Regions from separate parts of the Mus musculus genome. Here all the other regions are linked to region 3. Evidence: chromatin contacts called from public HiChIP or PLAC-seq data. All regions are on one chromosome and are shown on one strand. Each heading gives the region's core, a stretch centred on a gene start, on an enhancer-like site or on the middle of the called end of the contact. The rest is flanking DNA. Distances are from core to core; before and after follow the strand shown.

Evidence for each region. HiChIP or PLAC-seq counts read pairs in DNA pulled down with a chosen protein or histone mark.
Region 1: a contact with region 3 is called in an H3K4me3 HiChIP or PLAC-seq map of the 230-238 cell line, with 25 read pairs. The contact joins the enhancer-like site here to the promoter of Plscr1 in region 3. A contact is called at or near these places in 9 of 39 promoter capture datasets (the 3T3-L1 cell line, 3T3-L1-derived adipocytes, the C10 cell line and 4 more), 3 of 484 Hi-C or Micro-C datasets (the 63-12 cell line and bone marrow-derived macrophages), 9 of 115 datasets of contacts at active chromatin or transcription factors (the 230-238 cell line, astrocytes, bone marrow-derived macrophages and 4 more) and 2 of 9 other capture datasets (adipose tissue and liver).
Region 2: an H3K4me3 HiChIP or PLAC-seq map of bone marrow-derived macrophages shows a contact between it and region 3, with 8 times the contacts expected there. The contact joins the enhancer-like site here to the promoter of Plscr1 in region 3. A contact is called at or near these places in 4 of 39 promoter capture datasets (3T3-L1-derived adipocytes, the HPC-7 cell line and liver), 3 of 115 datasets of contacts at active chromatin or transcription factors (the 230-238 cell line, CD8 T cells and bone marrow-derived macrophages) and 3 of 9 other capture datasets (adipose tissue, liver and macrophages).

What each region holds. Positions count from the first base shown.
Region 1 is chr9:92,482,814-92,486,728 of GRCm38.p6, reverse strand. Plscr4 (phospholipid scramblase 4) reads right to left here. Exons shown (of 9, transcript NM_178711.3): 4 at 3,864-3,915; 5 at 2,866-2,908; 6 at 1,783-2,009. Among named protein-coding and RNA genes, the nearest start is that of Plscr4, 27 kb to the right of the region's middle. Within about 2 kb of position 1,643, at least 11 of the 459 cell types and tissues checked have an H3K27ac peak or open chromatin away from gene starts, as enhancers often do. A contact at or near this core is called in the 230-238 cell line, the 63-12 cell line, the HPC-7 cell line and 1 more, where this site is marked.
Region 2 is chr9:92,400,956-92,404,557 of GRCm38.p6, reverse strand. No RefSeq gene overlaps it. Among named protein-coding and RNA genes, the nearest start is that of Plscr4, 55 kb to the left of the region's middle. Within about 2 kb of position 2,042, at least 4 of the 459 cell types and tissues checked have an H3K27ac peak or open chromatin away from gene starts, as enhancers often do. A contact at or near this core is called in bone marrow-derived macrophages, where this site is marked.
Region 3 is chr9:92,248,434-92,252,207 of GRCm38.p6, reverse strand. It overlaps Plscr1 (phospholipid scramblase 1), which reads right to left and starts at 2,014. Exons shown (of 9, transcript NM_011636.2): 1 at 1,848-2,014.

The sequences.
Region 1 (3,915 bases), core at 394-2,893, 230 kb before region 3:
ATTGAGACGCTTCCTTATAGTCTGTCAGACCACAACAGAATAAAACTAGAAACAGCGTGAAGGAAAACTATAGAAATGACACCAGTACTCGCACACTTTCTATGAACACTGGATCACTGAAGAAATCAAGGAGAAACTTGAAATAATAATACATTCAAGTTGAAATAACAACAAAGCTTCTCAAATAACCAGGACGCAGACGGGGCAGTTCTAAGGGAAATGTTGGAGCTGGGAAGGCCCCCGTTAAAGGTCAGCTCTCAAATAATCTAATGAGTCACTTAAAGGTTCTGGAAAGTTAACAGCAAGCCCAGTCAAAATGAGGTAGATGGTAAGTAATTATAAAGATTAGGGCAGAAAACTGATAACTTAAAAAGATACACAAGCTCAACTAAAATACTTTATTTTTGAAAAGATGAACAAGATTGAAAGATCCCTAGCCACATGAGCCAAAATAAAAAGAGGGCAAAATTTAACAAAATTACAGACAAGGGAGAGGAATTAAAACAAAGTCCAATGTAATCCAAAAGTACCTTTAGGCAATGCTATGAAAACTTTCCGAACAGCTTAATGCATATCATCTGCAAAAATTAAATCAAGAAGATATAAATAACTTAATCAGAACAGTAATAACCAACAAGATTAACTGAGCAAAGGTAGTGTGTTCCCTTGGTATCAAAACCATATAATGGCAGAACATAAAAGAAACCCACAGAACACTAGGCAGAAACCTCTCAGGAAAATACTGGAAACTGAATTCAAGAACTCATTAAGAAGATCATACTTCATGACCAGTGATTATATTTCATGATCCATTTCAAGTGGCCAAGAACCCGGGTCATGCTTATAGAAGAAAATCTACTATTACTGAGCTAACAGAACATAGCAATAAAATGACTCTCAGTGACCTATTGCTATACCCATCGCTTCACTTGACCCTCATCAGAAAAGCTTCTTGAAGCAGATGGGAAATAACACAGAGACCCACAAGTGGCCAATATACAGAGATAAGGATGTGGGTTCATTCAGCTCTAAATGGAATGTCTCCATCTACACCTACAATCTCAGGTCTTAGGATCTATGCAGAAGAGGAGGTAGAAATGTTCTAAGAACCAAGAGTGATAAATGACTCTAAGGGAACAGCATCTTCAGGACACATGGCCTCACAGAGACTGGGACACATGTACAAGTTTGTTATTGTTTTTTTCTTGATTGCTTGCTTGTTTTCTGCAACAATTCTTTTTTCTGGACCTGCGTTATGGCACACGAGAAAGACCAAACCACAACACAGCGCATGCACACTGTATGTCTAACTCTACCATCTTCAGGGTACTTCTGGATGGCATTACATCTACTTTTAAGACTTTTTTTTTTTTTTTTTTTTTTTTTTTTTTTTTGCAGAAAACTGTAGGCTGTGATTGGCTCCTGCAATCAAAAGTCCTTCCCCATTTGTCATCTGTGGAATATGTTGATACCATTGTATAACATATGATTACTGTCCTTCCCTATAAGTACCTAATTCATCAGAAAGTAACTACTGCCAAAGCAGCCTCAAGTTGTACTTGATGCTCCCACCCCAGCCCTGCCACCTATCTAGCACATAAGGAGAGGAAAACTGTTAAGGTCTGTCTTGTGATATAATTAAGCTTCCTTCCTCTCCCCTAGTTTCAGTTTCATTCTGAGCAGTAGGGCTAGAAAGCTTTCCTTCATGTTTAGGAAGAAGACCAACCATTGTGTCAAGGGCAGATCAGGAAGCAACTCTGAATCCCACCCCTGGTCTCTGACCTCTTGTCTTGCACAGGGGCAGCAGAAGCAACAGCAGGTGCATCGGAAAGGCCTCTGCATGGTCATGATCTCTCGGCCCAGGCAGTCAGTGACCCGGAGCACAAAGGGTCGTAGGTTCCGATAGGCATTCCTGGTAAAGTCATCTGTGTCTTCAGTTACGATATAGACCATCTGGTCTATGTTGTTCTTGATGTCATATCTATTATTAGTTTCAAAACGTGTCATCACTAAAAGTTAGAATGAGAAAAGGATCTTAAGTTAGAACCAGCTGAGACAGGCTTCAGACAGCCTTCGTTATTTAATGAAAGAAGATAAAGGAAGGAGAAGAAGGATGAAGAGAAGGAGGACAATGAAAACGATGAAGACGACAATGAAGACGACGACAAAGACGACGAAGGAGACAGAGGAGGAGGAGAAGTAGTAGTTGTAGTACTTGTGGTAGTAGTGGTGATAGTAGTATGATTGGAGCTGAAAGCCAAAAAGATTTTTAAAAATTTCAGGTGAAAAGGTGAAATACAACCATGTGAGCCATTAAGCATTCTCAAAATGTCAAACATTTGCTAGGTTTATGAAATTATTTTCACAGTTTTCCCACATAAAAGTAATAGATAATACAATGTTCCTGAAATATTGGAATCCAGAAAATGTTAATAATAAAACCAGTTTAACGAATCACACATCAGACTATGATTTAATCAGCTCATGAAATGGACAAAATGACTGGAGACATGGTACTTGTGAATACGAAAATAAATTCAGAATGACCAAAGCCAGCTCCTACCTTGAGCACAAGGGACCTGCAGGGAGCTGAGAACCAAGCCACCTGACTATGATCGTCTTTCCAGGGGTCCATAGATGAAAGATCATCAGTGCATGGAATAGCAATAGATAAGACTCTATATAATAATTCACTCTACTGCTTTTATGAATATAAAGTAACAGAGAATAGTCTTCTCTCTCTGAATCACTAGAAAAGGCCATCAACATAAAATGAGGGACTAGGTATGAAGTAATACAAATTTCCATCTGATTAAAATACCTCTAATCAAAACACAATGTGAATCAGGACAAAGTTATACATACGTTCCAGAGGCTCAACATGCTGAAGAACGTGTATGTTGTCCAACTGTGGGGACAGAACAAAAGCAATTAGAAGACAGAAAGACAGAATTATGTGCTTGGGGTTCAGGGGTGTTAAAGAGAGTCTGAGATGTTGAGAGGGAGCCATGGACTGAACATTCTATGATCCTCTCTCTTTGTCTAGTTTTCTCTTCTTATTTTGTTTTTCATTTTTTCTTTTTCTTTTTTCTCCTTTTTTCGAGACATGGTTTCTCTGTATATCCCTGATTGTCCTGGAACTCACTCTGTAGACCAGGCTGGACTCGAATTCAGAAACTTGCCAGTTTCTGCCTCCTAAGTGCTGGGATTGAGGGCGTGCGCCACCATTGCCCAGCTGTTTTTCTTTTCTTTTTTTTTTAAAATATTTTTTATTATTACGTATTTTCCTCAATTACATTTAGAATGCTATCCCAAAAGTCCCCCATACTCTCCCCCACCCCCACTTCCCTACCCACCCATTCCCATTTTTTGGCCCTGGCATTCCCCTGTACTTGGGCATATAAAGTTTGCGTGTCCAATGGGTCTCTCTTTGCAGTGATGGCCGACTAGGCCATCTTTTGATACATATGCAGCTAAAGACAAGAGCTACAGGGTACTGGTTAGTTCATAATGTTGTTCCACCTACAGGGTTGCAGATCTCTTTAGCTCCTTGGATACGTTCTCTAGCTCGTAAGTAAGTGGCATGGCATCAGGTTAGTGACTCTCATTCTTAGTTTTCTAATTTTTTTCAGAAAGCCATATTGAATAATTTTACAGTTATTTGTGTTGCTTCAAGAGGAATGAATGTGTCCTATGAACGCATTCTTGTATGCACTGTCTACCTGCAAATCCACCATCGCCTGCATCGCCTGCCTCTACTGTCAGTGACTTATCTCCCTGTTTGCTCTAGCCAACGTCTTGCTCCCTGTCCTTAAACCCCATGGTCATACTTCATAGAAAATATTTTGGATCTATTAGAGTACCTGAGCTAAGTATTCCAAACCAGGAGGGCAGTTGGGCACAGGAGCTGGCCCT
Region 2 (3,602 bases), core at 793-3,292, 150 kb before region 3:
AACACAACAAATGTGCCGGGACTCTTTTATCTGCTTTGGCATAAAATCTCAAGGAAAACCTGAAAATAATGTATTTCAAGACTATGTGACTTCACAGATTAGATTATTTGTTGAGAAGCAGCAGAACAAAGAGCTCTGGGAAAATTGATCCAAAACATTAAAATATGTCACTCTGGAAATTGCTATTTACTTTTTATTTCAAGCTGTTAATAAATTCCATCATATGTGTGTGTGTGTGTGTATTCCAGAATCCAAAAAAAATTGTATAAAGATGTGTGTATAATATATATGTATATTCTAGAGTATTTGTATGTACTCTAATATACATATATGCTTGAGTAAAGTGACTATAACTTTTATATCAGACAATATTTGGGAAGGTCATGAGCACTGTGCTAGCTAGTTTTATGTCAGCTTGACACAAGCTAAGGCTATTAGGCTAGAGGGACTCCTAATTGAGAAACTGCCTCCATAAGATTGCACCGTAGTCAAATCTGTATCAAATTTTCCTGATTAATGATTGCTGTGGTGACCAATGTGAGGAACCTCAGCTTACTTTCGGTGGTGCCATGCCTGGCCTGATGATCCTAGATAATATAAGGAATCGGAGTGAGCAAGCTATGAGGAGCAAGACAGTAAATAGCAGCCTTCCATGACCTTTGTACCAGTTTCTATTTCCAGGCTCCAGGCTCAAATTTCTACCCTGACTTTGGTAGATGAGATATCGCAACTATGAACTGAAAAAAATAAGCTATGCCCTTCCCTTGTTGCTTTTGATTATGGTGTTTAATCACAGGAGTAGAAACCCTAACTCAGACAGGAGGCCTATCAGCTTCTACTTCTGCATTATGCACAAGTAATCTGAACGACAAATCCATGCCTAGGGGTTAGGAAATCAAGACGAGGATGACAAGCTGAGGTTCCATTCAGAATCTTAGGACTCACCCAGCTCTATAAACCATCGCATGTGTTCTGCATGGTTTGTCCCAGAAGTTTTCTCGTTTCTGGCTCCCCCCCCCATCTCCTTTCAGTAGGATGTTAGTCGGAAAGGAAGGAACAGAAGAAAGAAGAAAGAAACGAAGGTAGGACTCACTTCATCTCCTGATCAACTCTCAATGAATTGTCCTTGAACAGTGGATCTGTACCTATCCCCGGATGATAACCATATAACATATATAGGCAACAGTATTAGCCTCCACTTGTTTTATAACAGTGATTCTTGCTTCATGCTATAACGGTATCTACTGGCTTTACAGTTCTTTAAGGATATAGTGCTAGCCAAGTACAGTATCTTGCAAACATTGGGAATTTTGCTTATTCAGTAATTCAGTCACCCAGCAAGCATTTGTTGAGCATTTGGATATACACGGCTTTTGGCTTAGGTATATATTAATAAGTGATCAAGAGTTTTCACTTCACCTTTTCCGTTGAACCCTGTCCCAGGCATATAAGAGCCTGGCAAAGCTCCAGATGCGTGGTTTCTTTCTAGTATGCTTTCTAGTTCTTAGGAAGAAAATCACATCCTCAGTGAAACTCACAAGTGACAGGCTCATAATGAAGAAGCACACGCCAAAGGTCATGGCTTTCACCTTCCCTTCAAGTCTATTGGGAAGTGAATGCCAAGGTGGTCAGCACCTGCCAGTGCTGACAGCAGACCCCCCACCTCCCTATCACTCTGACAGAATAGGGCACACTACCAAGGAATCTGACCTAGAAAGGGAAGAATGCGACTTTGTAATCGTCAAAAGTGCTAAGATACGTGTTTTGTTCTTCTAACCCCAAGTTCCTCATATTGAGATAGCACAAATATGTTTCAAAAAGAGACTAATTATGTAAGTGAGAAAATGACTGCCAAGAAGACTTAAATGCCTTGGAATTCATATATCTCCAAGCTTTGATGCACGATTCTCAGGGTAGGATACTTTTCTGATGTTTTAGTCAGGCATTTCAAGGAGCCTGTTGCAAAAGTTAATTCCTAATTCTTGTCTGCTTTGAGAGTCACTCGAGAAAGCAGAGAGGGAAGGAACTTCACACTCTCTGTGTTCTTTCAAGGACACCAGAGAGTTTCTATTTCTAAAATAAAGTGTTGTGTACTTGTCATGGGGGAAGCATCCTTGGGTTACTTTGTCATGGGAGTTATGCACCCCTTTTATGAGCTGGCCCATCTACATTCCATACATGCTGCCTATAGTGGACTCTTCTTTTTTCTTTCTTTTTCTTTTTTCTTTTTGTTGTTGTTTAGTTGTTGTTGATGTTTTTCAAGACATGCCCGGCTAGTGGACTCTTTTCTAATCAACATTTGTATACTAGTGTAATAAGATTAGAAATACATTTAATGGGTCTGTATGATGTAGTTGCTGACTTGCAAGGCACACACCTTTAATCCCAGCACTTGGGAGGCAGAGGCAGGCAGATTTCTGAGTTTGAGGCCAGCCTGGTCTACGAAGTGAGTTCCAGGACAGCCAGGGCTACACAGAGAAACCCTGCTTTGAAAAAAACCCAAAAAACAAAAAACAAAACAAAACAAAAAAAACTAAGAAACACTTATGAAATTTTATTTTATTCATAAAGAAATAATTATCTGAAATAGCCGATAAAACCATAAAATTATTTTCCTTCTGGGAAAAAAAAACTTGTAATATAACCATTATGTTTTTTTCTGCTGTGCATGTGTGTGTGTGTAATAAAAAATTTGAAAGGCCTCAGAAGTAATGTACATCTGGAATAAAGTATTGTTTTAATTACTTGGGTATTATATTCTCTTCTACAGTTCATGACCTCACAAACCCTGATATTTGATGTGAGCTTTTATCCACCCCCCTCCAAACATAAAACAGAGAGGAAGACGTTGTGATCGGAAGATTACAGAAATAATGGATTCAAGGAGGGCTTGATTTTTTTTTTTTTAATAATACCATGTGGTTGCTGGGAATCAAACTCAGGCCCTCTGGAAGAGTAGTCAGTGCTCTTAACCGCTGAGCCATCTCTCTAGGCCAAGGGCTTGAATTTTTACTGGGGCCACATGAGTAACTAGAGCGTCCCAAGGTGAAAAAGATGTCTAGGCAATTTGAGGCAAGTGCCAAGAAAATTGGGATAAGACTTCTCACCAGAGACTATGGAAGCTAGAAGATCCTGGACAGATGTCATACAGACCCTAAGAGAACACAAATGCCAGCCCAGGCTACTATACCCATCAAAACTCTCAATGACCATGGATGGAGAAACCAAGATATTCCATGACAAAACCAAATTTACACAATATCTTTCCACAAATATAGCCCTACAAAGGATAATAGATGGAAAATGCCAACACAAGGAGGGAAACTACACCGTAGAAAAAGCAAGAAAGTAATCTTTCAACAAATCCAAAAGAAGATAGCCACAAGAACAGAATCCCACCTCTAATAACAAAATTAGCAGGAAGTAACAATCACTTTTCCTTAATATATCTTAACATCAATGGACTCAATTCACTAATAAAAAGTAATAGAAAAAAGACTGGATACATAAACAGGACCCAGCATTTTGCTGCATACAGAAAACACACCTCAGTGACAAAGACAGGCACCTCAGAGTATAGGGCTGGAAAAACATTTTCCAAG
Region 3 (3,774 bases), core at 765-3,264:
AGTGTGTTGTGTACACACAAGCAAATATACTTATATAAATATTTCCTGAAGAAATATTCACTGTATGAACACCCTGGGTTTTCAAGGGGGTATTCATGGATACCACAGGGTCTACACTATGTACATAGTACAAACGCTGTTTACAATGTACGTATAGACAGCAAAAAGTCTATAAGTTTATACTATAGACCATGCAAACTTCTATACAAACACTTCAACCAGTAAACCTGTAGACCCAGGACTAATAAGAAAACTAAGCATATTGCATATATACTGAAAGTACTGTGAGTAAAAATGATGATGTTAGAAAGGTTTAAAGGGGCACAGGTTTATATAGAGGTGGCTGCGGTGCCATTAAGACAGGTAAAAGTCACAAAGAAAAATATCTATCATAAGCCACGCCACGGAGCAAAGGCTGCTGGTGTGTTCAGTGGACACTACAAACAGAGGGTGTTGCTCAACTTGAGGTCCTTGAAGCTAGAATCTCACCTTATTCAGGGGGAATGAAGAATCTCTGGAGTTACACAGCTGAGGAGAGAGAGGTCATGCTGCTCTGTCTGCAAGTAGGGACTCTAGCTGGCTTACCAACAGTCTGGGTTTTTGTTTGTTTGTTTGTTTGTTTGTTTATTATTCAAAGCAGCACAATTGTAGTAAGTATCCAGGTAGAAAGCTCTGTTGTTAGGAAAAGCCAAGAAGGAAACGCCCCCAGGTGCCCGGGGGTGCTTTTTATTAAGCTTCCCTGGTTCCTGGTACCCAGTATTTAGTTCCAACTGCTAAGCCGCTAAGCCGGAAGAAGAGAGTGTAATTGTTTGGGAAGAAAGTATAATTGTTTGTCTTGGAACAGAGAGATGGCCCTACCTAACTTCCAGGAATAAGATTACGGAAATCAAGCCACGCAGGAACCATGGGGAGAGTTGTAGGGATGGGGGCTGTGTCAAGTATTTGATATAATAAAAGCTAGTTTCCACCTTTCCACTTGGTACTTTATCAAGCTTATATTAACTGATTCAAAAGTGAGAACTCTTTTTGTTGTTTTGGTTGGCTTTCCTGTTTTGTTTCTGTAGCACTGGCTGTCTGAGAACTTGCTCTATAGACAAGGCTAGATTCGAACTCATAAATATGCCTGCCTCTTCCTTTAATAAGTGGCTTGAATCTTTAAGTCTTTTACTGTTAACATTTTCAGGGAAGAGATGAATATACAAGAAAAAAAAAACTGTCAGAGTCCAAGGTCTGTAACAAAAGACTGAATGTACACCTAGTGTAGTGGTCTTACCCATTCGGACCTTTACCCGCTTACATCCCCTACTTTTGTATTCTAGAAGGCTATGTATAGTTTTACTAGCCACAATCCCAAAGAAACCTGGGTTAAAGAGCAACAGGCTCTTTGAACGGTTTCTCTTCTTTTATTTCCCCTTCCCTTTCCTGCAACGGGAATCCAACTTGGGCTCGGCGCATTTGAAAAGAGCGCTACCACAGAGCTACAAGTGAGCCCAGCTTCTGCACTGCATCAGGACTGCTCTTGGCTGTGAAGCAGTGTGCTAAACTGGAGACGATCCCGTGGGAACTAGCGAAGAAGGGTCACGAGTGTGGATTGCCGAGCAGCGGCCCGGACAGCAGAGCTTCTGGCTGAGTTCCCTCCCCACTTCCGGGGTCACGAGCCCAAGTCTTTCGGCCATTGCTCCCAGTCTTCAGACCATAACCTCTGCCGCCTGAGCAAACCGCCTCCAGCCCTTGCTCTTGCTCCCTCTCCACCCATCCGCATCTCCCGCGCCCATCACCGTACCCGGCTCCTTTGTGCGCACAGATCCGCGAGCTCTGTCCCGGAACGCGCAGAAAGCGGGACTCACCTGAGGCTCCTTCTGTTCTGAAGTCCGTGAGTCCCAATCCCTTGCTGGTGGCGCTGCAGTAGCCCGGCTTTCCCTCGCAGAGGGGACTCACTCTGAATGACGCGAGCTCTGCCTGCACTCCTGAATCCTCTAGCTGCGCCCAGAGGCCTGGCAGGACCTTGCCCGCCCCGCCCACCAGCAAGGCAAAAGGAAGTGGGATTTTGATTGCCTTGGAAAGAAAGGCTATTCATCACCTGGGGAGTGGCCTCTTCTCGGAACTTTCTTTACACTGCCTGATCTCAACCACCCAACCTATTTGGGTACTGTGCGGGAAATCGGGCTTCCTCAAACTTACTTTCCTGCTTTGCACACTTTCTTAAGTATGCATCGATTACCACATCTGTTCCATCAGCCCTGTTTGCACTTTCAAGTTTGTTGATCTCTTTCCTAGCAGATTTCTCTCCTCTTTTTAAAAATCTTATGGGTTTTATATAACCGTTTCACGCCGTTTGCTGGTAGCAGTCTTTGCTTTCTTTTTACTACAGTCTGTGAAAAAGTACCACCCTTAACTAGAAAACATTCAGGTTTGGTTTGAACTGTGCGGCTCACTCACCAGAAAAATCAGCATCTGTTTTGTTTAGTAAAGCGGTGCTTCTTAAATTACAGCCCGAGAAGAGTCACCGAGCTGAAACTACATTAGGTCATGCCTTCAAAGATTCTGACTTAGTATGCCTCGTGTGGACATTTCTAAGAAATTTCCAATTATCTAAAAATACCTTCCTATGACACAGAAGGTATTTTTCCCCCGCCTGCATTTTATGCATCATTTGGTACTCTTGGGGGAGGGAGAGTTATGAAAGGATGATGAAAGGGTTACAGGTGAATTTTGAGTCTTCACTCTTCTTTCCCTGTGATTGGTGCGTTTCTAAGTATATTCAACTAAAAATCTGGGGAGCATCTTGGGAGGGGCCCACTACTTGCATATGTGTATATTTCTGCATGTACATAAATACCAGTGTGCATAGAATATACTGTTCTTCCATAGAAAGCCATGATGCATGGAAAAGTGAACCTCACATATAAAGAGTCTGAGACCATGGCACTCCAATGCTGGAGAAAGGAACCGGGAACTTAGCATCGCTCAATGTGATTTGTAACTTCAACTGGCTTGCTGTTAGGCACTCAGGATGTTTATCTTTATTCTTTAGCTGATTTCATACTCGGAGCAAACAAGGATCTTCACTGTCCACTCTTTGCATAAATGGGATCATTTCATTTGAATTTTAATTTAAGCAGTTGGAGTATTTTTATAGGTAAAACCTTGTAGAAGTGAAACATTGGGGCGTTCTGTCTAAGTAAGAGTCTTCCTACTGTCTTCACCTCTGTTGTGTTTCCTAGGCTAACTGCTGTTACCAGTAGCTCCAAGACTTGGCCACAGGGGAGTCGGTGAGCTAGGGCTTCATGGGCAGCCGCTGCTGGGTAGTGGCTCACTCTGTGTTTGTTTCCTTTCCTAATGTCTTCATACCTCAAGCCCACCTAAGTTTTCTACTTAGAAAAACTAGCCTCAGCCAACAGTTTAAATGTTGAATCACTAACACTAACTCGTTATTAATATCAGGAAGTCAAGTTATTTTAGGCAATGTGTCTTCCTACGTTCCAAACTTTAATAGCGTACTGAAGATACAACAGGTAACTGAATAGACATGTTCCTGTTTGGTTGTGGTGGTGGTGGTGGTGTGTGTGTGTGTGTGTGTGTGTGTTGGTGTGAGTGTATGTGTGGCATGCTGCTTCCTAGATGTATATTAAACTCCAGGCTCTGTAATCTTTAGTACACATCTTTCCGGGTTGTTTGAGGCTTTAATGTATTGTCCATATACAAAGGAAGAGAAAGGGCTTAGCCACACAGAGAGGTCTGGGGATCCACGGAATGAGCTGATAACACCTATCA